Regions from separate parts of the Sus scrofa genome. Here region 1 is linked to region 2. A link is a contact called in public Hi-C data. All regions are on one chromosome and are shown on one strand. The core of a region is the stretch at or near the end of the contact, and the rest is flanking DNA. Distances in the headings are between cores, read along the strand shown. Region 1 has its middle 250 kb from the start of SLC30A5. Region 2 overlaps LOC102159645 (a long non-coding RNA gene).

Evidence for each region. Hi-C and Micro-C count contacts between places; a contact is called where the count stands out from the background.
Region 1: a Hi-C map of liver shows a contact between it and region 2, with 4 times the contacts expected there. The contact joins two enhancer-like sites. A contact is called at or near these places in 1 of 5 promoter capture datasets (liver), 4 of 47 Hi-C or Micro-C datasets (liver and skeletal muscle) and 1 of 2 datasets of contacts at active chromatin or transcription factors (skeletal muscle).

The regions. Positions count from the first base shown.
Region 1 is chr16:47,027,284-47,032,848 of Sscrofa11.1, forward strand. No RefSeq gene overlaps it. Among named protein-coding and RNA genes, the nearest start is that of SLC30A5, 250 kb to the right of the region's middle. Within about 2 kb of position 3,923, at least 6 of the 83 cell types and tissues checked have an H3K27ac peak or open chromatin away from gene starts, as enhancers often do. A contact at or near this core is called in liver, where this site is marked.
Region 2 is chr16:46,916,222-46,921,408 of Sscrofa11.1, forward strand. All of the region lies in intron 2 of LOC102159645 (a long non-coding RNA gene), which reads right to left. Among named protein-coding and RNA genes, the nearest start is that of SLC30A5, 370 kb to the right of the region's middle. Within about 2 kb of position 1,265, at least 10 of the 83 cell types and tissues checked have an H3K27ac peak or open chromatin away from gene starts, as enhancers often do. A contact at or near this core is called in liver, where this site is marked.

The DNA of each region.
Region 1 (5,565 bases), core at 2,673-5,172, 110 kb after region 2:
GAAGGACAAGAAAGGTGTAAGTTTTATTTGGGGCAAGTGGAGTAAAACTAATATAATTTATATTTCCCAACCCATGCAAACATGAGAAAATAGGATAATCATAATGGACACAAAATACTGTTTCTCTGGCTTCAACTCCACACACACACACACACACACACACACACACACACACACACACACACACCAAGTTCCTCTCCTATGGCTTTTAGAACCCCCAAGGGGAAACAGAGATAATACCAAGTCACCCAGTTTTGGTTGCTGCAATTGCCATTTTTCTCCTTTCTTCCTCTGGTTCTCTGCATAAAATTCTCAAGTCATGGTCAACACCAAGGGCAGCAGCCACTGCTGGTGCTTAAACAGCCACCACCCCATCAACATCTCTACTGCCAAGAGCACCACTGCTCACAGCTTACACCCCCTAAGTCCCCCGAAAGCTACTAAGAAATGGCCCTTTCAGTTTCCTTGCTTTTGTAACAGATTCCTCGTCAGGGTGCACATGTGATTTCTTAAGGATTGGGCCAGAGGACAATTGCCGTGACACCTGCTATGCTGTGCTAATTGCCCCTCTTTTTGATAACTGGTCCATTCTCCTTGAACCCACTTTTTGACCTCCACTCTCATTTTCCTCTGTTATCTCTGGTAATTCTACCCAGATCTTTAACTAGAGAAGAACCGTCAAGCTGGCTCACAATATTATGGGCATGTAAGCTTACGTCTAACTTCCAGGACAACCACAACTTAGGCTAAAGCTGAGATTCTTGCTAGGCTAGTGGAGGCCAGTCATAATCTTGGCTCTTTAGCTCCGATTGTGCTTCCAGCTTCTTTGTCAAAAAAGATCTTCCTGGAGTTGCCCTGTGACACAGCAGGTTAAGGATCCGTAGTTGTCACTGCAGCAACATGAGTCGCTGTTGTGCCATGGGTTCAATCCCTGGCCCAGGAACTTCCGCATGTCATGGATGTGGCCAAAAAAGTAAAATATCTTCCAGAAATGAAGGTGTAAATTAACTAAAAAGGAATGAAACATCCAAAGTAAAGGGCAAGTGGGAGAGAGTAGGATGGATGAGAGTCTGGGGTTAATAGATGCAAACTATTGCCTTTGGAATGGATAAGCAATGAGATCCTGCTGTATAGCATGGGGAACTCTACCTAGCCACTTGTGATGGAACATGATAGAGGATAATGTAAGAAAAAGAATGTATATATATGTATGACTGGGTCACATTGCTGTACAATAGAAATTGACAGAGCACTGTAAATCAACTAATGTAAAAAATAAAAATCGTATTAAAAAGACAAAGTAAGTGAAAAGCTCACAAGATAAAACCTAGGACTTGAGAATCAGTTACATACCCTGGCTCTGGTATGCCACATACTTCTTTTGTGCAAATCCACACATGAAATGGCTGAATCGTGGCCAGGAATTAGTGAGGAACCACAAAGAACCACAGAAGAGGCGCCAGAGACAGCCAGTCCCACTTTTAAACATGGAAAATAAAGGGAAACTCTCAAAGGAGAGAGTGATGAATTTGATCACTACACAGGCAATAATCTAGACTTTTTTTTAATTGCAGTAGCTATTCATCTCACTCCACAGACTCAAGAAATTTGACTTTTTTGATTTTCTACGACAATGTAATTTCTCAGTCTGAGCCCTCATTTCCAGGCTAAAGGAAAATTTTAACCTCAGTCCTTTCTGAGAATGTTCCCTGGTCCCTGGGCCCCCTGTAGACCCAAGATGTGAGACAGGGAGAGGAAGGCATGGGGGTGCAGGTAGGCCATCTGCTCCCCTGGTTTCCTCTGAGACATCCCTTGTCCTTGTCCTTGTGGCCACTTTGGGTCTAGAAGTGCTAAGTCCTCATGAGACACAAATAAACTAACCCTCCCCCTAAAAGAGTACTCACTGCTAATTAATCCTGCTGTAACCACTCTAGAGAATTTTTTAATAGCAATATGATCATGGTATCTCCAATGTATCAGGATTTCAATAGAATAGTTTAAAAGGCTTTGATGATGTTTTTGACAAATGGATACATATGGCTGCATCCCAGCCTAGGTCAATATATTCATAATCCAGCTCATCAGGATAAAAGATGAGAGGCAGGGCAGGGCAGCTGCCAAGAGCACAGATTCTGAAACATGACTCTCTAGATTCAGATCCCATCTACTTCACAACTATAGAGGAGCCCAATAAAAAGTACTTAACATTTCTCCACTTCAGTCTTCTCATCTATAAAAATGAGGATGATAATGATTGTAACTTTGTGCCAGGGACTATTCATGTTCACCAAATATCTGGTGCTCTGCTTATTTATCAGTCTTCATGCAGTTAGGGGAGGTCATGTGACTAACACAGGATAATGGCATAGGGGTGGAAAAGATGTGAGCCAATTCCCAGCTTTGTCCTCAAAAACATCTGCCAGTTCCTCCATATCTACATCTCTCTGTCTGTCTCTCTCCCTCTCTCTCTCACCTTGCAATGGAGCCTCAGAGAGCACATTTTCCAAATGGCCCAGTTAAACGATAGAAACAACCCAGGTTCCCAAGTCACCACTTAAAGAGCTAGTCCTGAAGAGCTACCCACTCCGCATGGGATTATGATGTGAAAGAGAAACAATCTTACTGTTAAGATATTGGGATTTTGAGGTTCATCTACTGAGACAGCTAGAGCTAATTATCCTGCTCAATACAATAATAAAACACACATGCTCAACGGCACCTGCCAGGTAAATTGCATCAATAAATATAAGTAATAGGAGTTCCCGTCGTGGCGCAGTGGTTAACAAATCCGACTAGGAACCATGAGGTTGCGGGTTCAGTCCCTGCCCTTGCTCAGTGGGTTAACGATCCGGCGTTGCCGTGAGCTGTGGTGTAGGTTGCAGACATGGCTCGGATCCCGCGTTGCTGTGGCTCTGGCGTAGGCCGGTGGCTACAGCTCCGATTCGACCCCTAGCCTGGGAACCTCCATATGCCGCGGGAGCAGCCCAAAGGAATAGCAAAAAGACAAAAATAAATAAATAAATAAAAGTAATATTTGTTATCATCACCATCGGAATTGGGAAGGCCATTGTAGGTTTCAGAATATTTGCAGTTAAGTCCTAATTTGCTAGCTATAACAAGACACCCCCTCTCAGGACCTTATCTGATAAACAGAGATGACAGCACTAGCCTCACAACACAGACGTGTGAAAACATTTTGGAACTGATACACAAGTATTAAATAGTTTTACCAGGAGTTCCTGTCATGGCACAGCGGAAACAAACCCAACTAGTATCCATGAGGACTCGGGTTCCATCCCTGGCCTCACTCAGTGGGTAAGGATCTGGCATTGCCATGAGCTGTGGTGTAGGTCACAGATGAAGCTCGGATCCCACATTGCTGTGGTTATGGTGTAAACCAGCAGCTGTAGCTCTGATTAGACCCCTGACCTGGGAACCTCCATGTGCCATGGGTGTGGCCCTAAAAACAAAAAAAAAAAAAACAAAAAAAAAAAGAAAGAGTGTTTTACCAAATGATTGTTTAATTACTTCTGCTACTCATTTCCATACTTCTAGAATATCCTAGAAGGAGTATGCACACTTGTCCCAACAATGTCGGGCTTGGTCACATGACTTGCTTTGACCAATAGTGTGTGAAGGGATAGGGCACATCCACGTTCAAGCAGAAGCTCTAGGACTCTCTGAGTGTGGATTAGCAGCATCTCTTTTTCTCTTTGCCATGAAAAAAGGAAATCACAGGTTGGGATTTCTCCTTCTTCCTGGCCCATAAATGAAGGCAAAGAGAGTAGAGCCACAGCTGAACAAGAGTCAGCATAAGCTGTGAGTGAGAAATAAACTCTTCTTGTTGGAAGCCTCTAGGATTTGAGGACTGTTTATGACTGCAGCATAACCTAAGTAAGCTTTACCTAAATTACACATTAACCAAAGTGTATTGGCTAATGGAGTGACGTCAATGCAGACAAAGGTGTCTGGCAGTTTTCCTTCCTTGACACTTTCCTCAACAACTTTTATTTTAATCAGTGATCTGAAGGAGGAAATGGGGCTCAAGTGTGCATATGACAAAATCCTGAGGTTAATTGCTAACAAGTTTGCAAGACAGAATCAAGATCCAAAGAGAGATAAACTCAAACAATGGGGTAAGTCTAGCGAGATGTCATCTAACTAGAAGAAATATAAGATCCTCCACACAACTTCTGAATAAGGAAGATGCTAATTCTCATGAAAATAATAGGAAGTTTTATTTGAAACTCAACAGAATATAAGGCAAGAGTGTAACCATAGTTGCCAAAAAATGTATTGGATCTCAGGCTGTCTTCGTAGAAATGATGTACCCAAATTGTTAGTTTCAAGTATCTTCACAAGTGTGATCACTTTATCAGATTCCCTCTTAAAGAGTAGACCCTAAACTGAAAAGACTTAGATTTGGTTGAACTCCAGAAAAGACAGTGACAGTATCTGTCATGTGTAGGAGGGGAGAGTAGGGAAATTTAGAGGAAAGGAGAGGAAAAAAAGGAGTTCAAATATTTGAATTTAAATATTTGAAAGTCTGTCTTTTGGAAGAGACATTGGAATTATTCTGCATGACTCTGAAATACAAAACAAAGATATAGGCAGTATCCTATGAAAGCATTTTAAACAAATAGACCCTCCAAAAATTGATGTCATGCTTAGAATTTGTTGGAGAGAACACCCATGCATTAATACAAATAAGAAATGTTCTCAATGATGGCAAAAGTCTCTTCTAAATGAGAAGAATCAAAACCAATTTAGACAGGGCAGGATCAGATTAGGCCAGTGGAATACATTGGGGAGGCTATTAATAATTCACAATTTGCAGTCGATGCTGGAAAATGAATTTCACTTACCAAGGAGAAGTGCAAAATGGTTCTATTGAAGCTGATTCTCTTCCCACCAAGGTAGAGGGAAGAGGGGGACCACACAAAGCCAGGACAGCCAGTGTGCATTTAGATTTAGAAATGGGCTGATCTGCCATAGGTGGGCTTGCTCTCTCTTGTCAGCAAAACGAAGACACATCTTTGGCAAACTCTCTGTTTTAAACCTGGCATTTCCATTTTTATTTCTCTAAAACGGGTTTGGGGGATACAACCAGTCCCAACTGGTAAAAGAAAGGCAAGTGGCCAATGTAAATATTATAGCATAAGCTGAACCAGGGGAGAAATGAGAAGAAAAGATCAGTCCCTCCAAAAAAGTTCTCTCAAAATAGAAGGTCATGCCAAGGAAAGCCACAGATGCAACACCACAAGCCCAGGGGGAGTTTTAATCAGGAAAACCTGGCCTCAGGCACGCAGGCGCAAGCAGTTTCCTGCCGGCCTTTCCGTGTGCCATTTTCTGAAAGTTAGGAGACAGGAGCTCATTCACGACCAGATGGGAAAGCAATACACAAACTTCAAATGGCAGCCCTAAGAGGATTCCCATTTCTAGAGCTTTCTTCCACTTCCTCTCATAAATCTCATTCTATCTATTCTCCTGGGGCCATCGCACTTGATCTTACAGTTTCAATTACTGTCTTTAGGCTGACCACCCCTAAATCTAAATCTGCAGATT
Region 2 (5,187 bases), core at 15-2,514:
CTGGGAAATAAAATCTGAAAGATAATGAGCCAGAGGACATGAGTGATAAAAGAAGCTGAAAGAGCCAGATTGGCTGAACCATCCTATTTCTAGCTCAGTCCCATAGAAAATCAGGCATATTGTGTGGGACAAACAAATTCCAATTAGTGAAACGATCTCAATGTTGACCTAATTATCTAATATCCAGCTCTCATTTTTATGGGATGAAGCCAAGCAAGTAAAGTAAATTCTTGGAGACAAAACTGCTCTTTCTAATAAGGAAAATGACTTACTCTTTCTCCATGAAGCCACAGATGATTAAAAAACAAAAGCCCAGTATATGCTTTTGTTGTTCAGTTTGAACCTTACATTCTTCTACAAGGATAACAGTGGCTTCAAAGAGTCCAGAGAGTGTGTTTCTATGTGGTGGTCCGAAAGGGTTTTCCTTTAGGGAAACTGGTTCAAAATAAGGACAAGAACTCTTAATTCTGCAAGGATACAGCCAGCCCAGTGTAGCAGCCACCAGTAAGATCACTTGCTCCAGAGTAAATTATTAGGTGAAAGAAGAATAAAGGATTAAAGCAAAACACTCACAGCTCGGTGTTAAGCTGAGCTGTTATAATCTAAGTATTCATGAGAAACCGTTTTAGAACTTCGAAGGGGGTGGGGGGAGAAGTAACTAGAGTCAACTGTAATATAGTGAGGGTCTGTCACATGATCTAATTACAGAAATGAAAGCAACCCAGGAATTATGTGGTCTATTCAAGCCTGCCGGGAGAACGAACAAAGAATATAATTATACATCAAGCCTGTTGATTAAACAATTACTATTTAAAGCAGATATAGATTTAAAATTAATTTGCTTCTGCATTCGGAGGATTTGGGGACTGAGATAAACAGTGTTTGAAGTTTAATTATCCATGCGGAAGATGAAGGGGCTCATTTCAATGTGGTTCGCCGTGCAGAGCGTTTCGGATGGCGTGAAAGGAAGGATCGGACTCGGCAGCAAGTCCCCGCGCTGCCTTGACGTGCGATTCAAGAGAGCGAGGAGGCCCGCTCAGCCTAATTGCCACAGACTGTGGTAATATCACAGAAGAGATGGCGCAATTGCAAATTAATATTTAAATGAACACTAGTTTGAAGTTTACCTGGAGGGAGAAACGCACTATCTCCAAAAGAACAGAGGAGGGCCAGCCAGAGTTCCCAACTCCACAGCCATGAGATCTAGGGAGTGGAGACCTTCACGCATGTTTGAGCAAAGAGGACATCCACCTGCCAGCTCCTCTGAATGGAGTGATTCTTATCGGAGGTCACGTGTCCAGTGTCCCAGGGCAGCACTGAGTGGTGGGGGGTGGGGTGCCGCGGTGAAAGGGTGAATTGGAGCTGGAGCGCAAGAAAATAAACAGAGACTCAAAAATTGAGAAGTTAAAGAATGACTGTTGAGATGCATGGAATCCTGTCTGTGTTCAGACATCCAAGTCCACAGGGGCAGAATTTCTGGGTGTCAACCTAACTCACTGGTGACATTGGGGAAGGTATGCTCAGTGCCGAAGGAGCCTGGAACAGAGGGTGCTGGGGCTGTGGTGGTTAGGAGAATGGGCTTGAAAATGGCCAAGCCTGAGTGGAAAGTCCAGCTATGCCCATTTCAATCTTGTGGCCTTCTCAAAGCATTTGTCTCCCCGTGTCCCCCCCCCCCCCCCCCCCGCCATCTCTTTGGTGAAATGGCTCCCATCTTCCTCCTTGGGTGGCTGTAAACGTTAAATAGGTCATGAGGGAAAACCTCAGTGTCCCCTCCCTACTGAAAACTCCCGGGGGCTCCCCACAGTTCTCTGGGTAAAGATGAATCTCTTTTGTTTATTTTCCCAATACTTTATTTTTTTTTCTACTGTACAGCATGGTGACCCGTTACACATACAATGTATACATTCTATTTTCTCACATTATCATGCTCCATCATAAGTGACCAGACGTAGTTCCCAGTGCTACACAGCAGGATTTCATTGCTAATCCATTCCAAAGGCAATAGTCTGCATTATTAATCCCAAGCTCCCAGTCCATCCCACTCCCTCCCCCTCCCCCTTGGATCTCTTTAACCTGGACTGCAAGGCCTGGGAGCGGTGGGATCCTGCCACCTCACCCACCTTCTCTTTCCCCTCCCTACCACTCTCTCTACTCCAACCACCCAGGCCTTTTTTTACGTCCTCTACTCTCTTTTCTGCTTCAAGGTCTAACCATTTACTTTTAACTCCACCTTGGAGCACTTCCCCTTCCCCCTCTTTAACCAGTTGTCATATATTCATTCTGCAGATGTCAGCTCGAGGCATCTTGGATGGAAGGTAGAAGCTCAGGCTCTGAGGACAACTCATCAGATTCAGAAGTTAAACTCTACCACCTATTACGTGTGTGACTTTTGCCCACCTAAGAGTCAGCAAAATGGGCATGCACATCAGCACCTACATCAAACAGCTGTTGTAAGGGGCACCAGGATTAATATGTGTGACAGTCTCAGCACAAAGCCAGGCCTGCAGGGAGCACTGGACAACTGCTCTTATACTCCCCAAAGGTCTCCCTTCCATGTCACTTGTCACGGTTGCAATTTTATGTTTGTGTGACTATTTCAACAGGCCTGTCTCTCCATTAGAATGGAAGCTCCACAGGGGCAGCAGTTTTCCATTGTCTAGTCCACAGTGTCAATTCAGTTCCTAGCAGAATAGACACCCAAACATTGACTGAGGGACAAACAAATGAAAATTCTGAGCATAGTGCCTGGCACATAGCAGGGCCTCATTAAATACCAGCTTTTAAATACTAACCCATTGATAGAGACAAATGATAAGTGAAAAAAATAATATTCACTTTTGCCCAGAGGTCCTCAAGTGGGAATCATTTTAGCCCCCAGGGATGTTTCATAATATCCAGATGGGAGGGGGAGAGGAATGTCTGGATGCTACTGGCATCTAGTGTACAAAGGCCAGGGAGGCTGCTAAACATTCCACAAGGTACAGGGCAACCTCGCCATGACATGGGATTTTACAGCAAGAGATGGCAGTAGTACTGAGGCTGAGAAACCCTGAATTTTGCCTTCTGTCATTTTCCCCTGATCACTTAATTCACCAGTTGAGTTACAGCAGGCACATCCAGCTTATGGTAATCATTCTAGCCTTTCATCCTGTCCACTCCCATATGTACAAGGCCATCATTGCTTCGCTTCTGTCCCCAGACTCTGTTGACCTAGCTGACCAGTCTCATTTCTTCTCAGCCATGCACCTGGTGTGAGCTTAAAATGTGAGGATGTGGGTGAGGCTGAAGAAAAGTGTATGCTCGAAGGTATCTCCCACACTGTTCCCTCTTTTGCTTCATACACGTAGTCCTGTTTTCAGCACAACTTTCAACAGAAGCCAGATGTGAGTTCCACTACTTGGCTTTTAGGATAGTGCTCTGTTTCCAGTGTCATGCTTCAAGAAAGTCCATGTGGCCAGAAAGGAGAGCAGAGCCCTTCATATATGATCTCTCACAACTAATACAGAGGTCACTCTAAGACCCAAGAGAAATTGCTCCAGTGGTAAGCCTTGTGCTCAAAACTATCAAATGTAAAAATTGCAGGGATGAATTGCTGGGTCTGAGAAAAACTAGGATAACAGGACAAAACTTCTGAAGTGGCAAGCCACCCAGATAATGTCAAATGCATCAAGACCTACCAATGCCAGAGGTAAATATAAATTTTAAAACTCAAATTTAGTTGATAGTATAAAATGACATGTTCACAGTGGTTAAAAGTATGCCAATCGGAAATTGCAAGTGTTGACAAGGATGTGCAGAAATTGGAACCCTCACACATGGTTGGCTAGAAGGCACAATTGTTCAGGCACAGTGGAAACCAGTTTAGTGGTTCCTCAAAAAGTTAAACACAGAGTCACCCTATAACTCAGCATTTATATTAATACCAGTATAAGCTAGGCATAGAAACAAAGAATTGAAAACATAGACTAAGAACATGTGCATATATATTCACAGAAGCACTATTCAGAAGAGCTGAAATGTTGAAGTAGCCCAAATGTCCATCAACAGATAAATGGATAAACAAATAGTAGAGTATTTTTACAATGGAATATTATTCAGCCATAAAAAGAAAAATATTGATGCATGCTACAGCAGGGATGTACCAGCAAAAATAGTATGCAAACAAAGCCACATATTATAAGATTCCATTTACATAAAATGCCCAGCATAGATAAATCCACATGTACAGAATATGGATTGGTTGTTGCCAAGGTCTAGAGAAAGGGGAAAATGCAGAGAAATGCAGAAAAACTGCTTAATGGGTACAGGTTTTACCTATTGATACAGATTATCATCTCTTTTACATTAAGATGAAAATGTTTTATTTTTTATGATTTTTATTTTTCCATTACAGTTGATTTACAGTGTTCTGTCAATTTCTACTGTACAAAAATTGACAGAACACTATAAACCAACTATAATGGAAAAAATAAAAATCATTAAAAATAATCCTATTGTAGAGCAAAGTGACCCAGTCATACATATATACATACATTCTTTTTCTCACAGGATCCTGCATCATCCTGTGATGATGGATATAGTTCCCTGTGCTATACAGCAGGATCTCATTGCTTATCCACTCCAAATGTAATAGTTTGCATAAGATGGAAATGCTTTAGAACTAGATAGACATGGTTGCACAACACTATGAAGGTACTAAATGCCAATGAATTGTTCTCTTAAAAAATGGTTGACCTTGTATTATGTAAATTTATCTCAAATAAATTAGTTTTTTAAAGCATACCAAAATCACACAAAATTGACAAACCTGGAAAGAGCAAACACCTCAAAATGGAAATAGATTCAGTACCCTGTGCAGTCTTATTATCACTTTATGTTTTCAATATATATATAAACTTTAGAAAAGATATAAAAGCACTGCAAAGAATATATAAGGCTCTATCGAAAATACTTCTGGTTTTCCAAAGTATATATTCTTCAATGTTAATGTTAACTTTGCAACTGAAAAAAAAAATGACCCTGTGCATTAAGTAAGACAAACCCACACAACTGAACATTTAGTTCTGCCAGAACTTTTATTATAAGCGTGTTTCTCTTTGGACAGAGACCACCTAGGAGACTGAGGATTGCCAGGCATGCAGGTAAATCTGTGAGTTTTTGGCTAAAATCCCTCCTCTATCCTTCCAT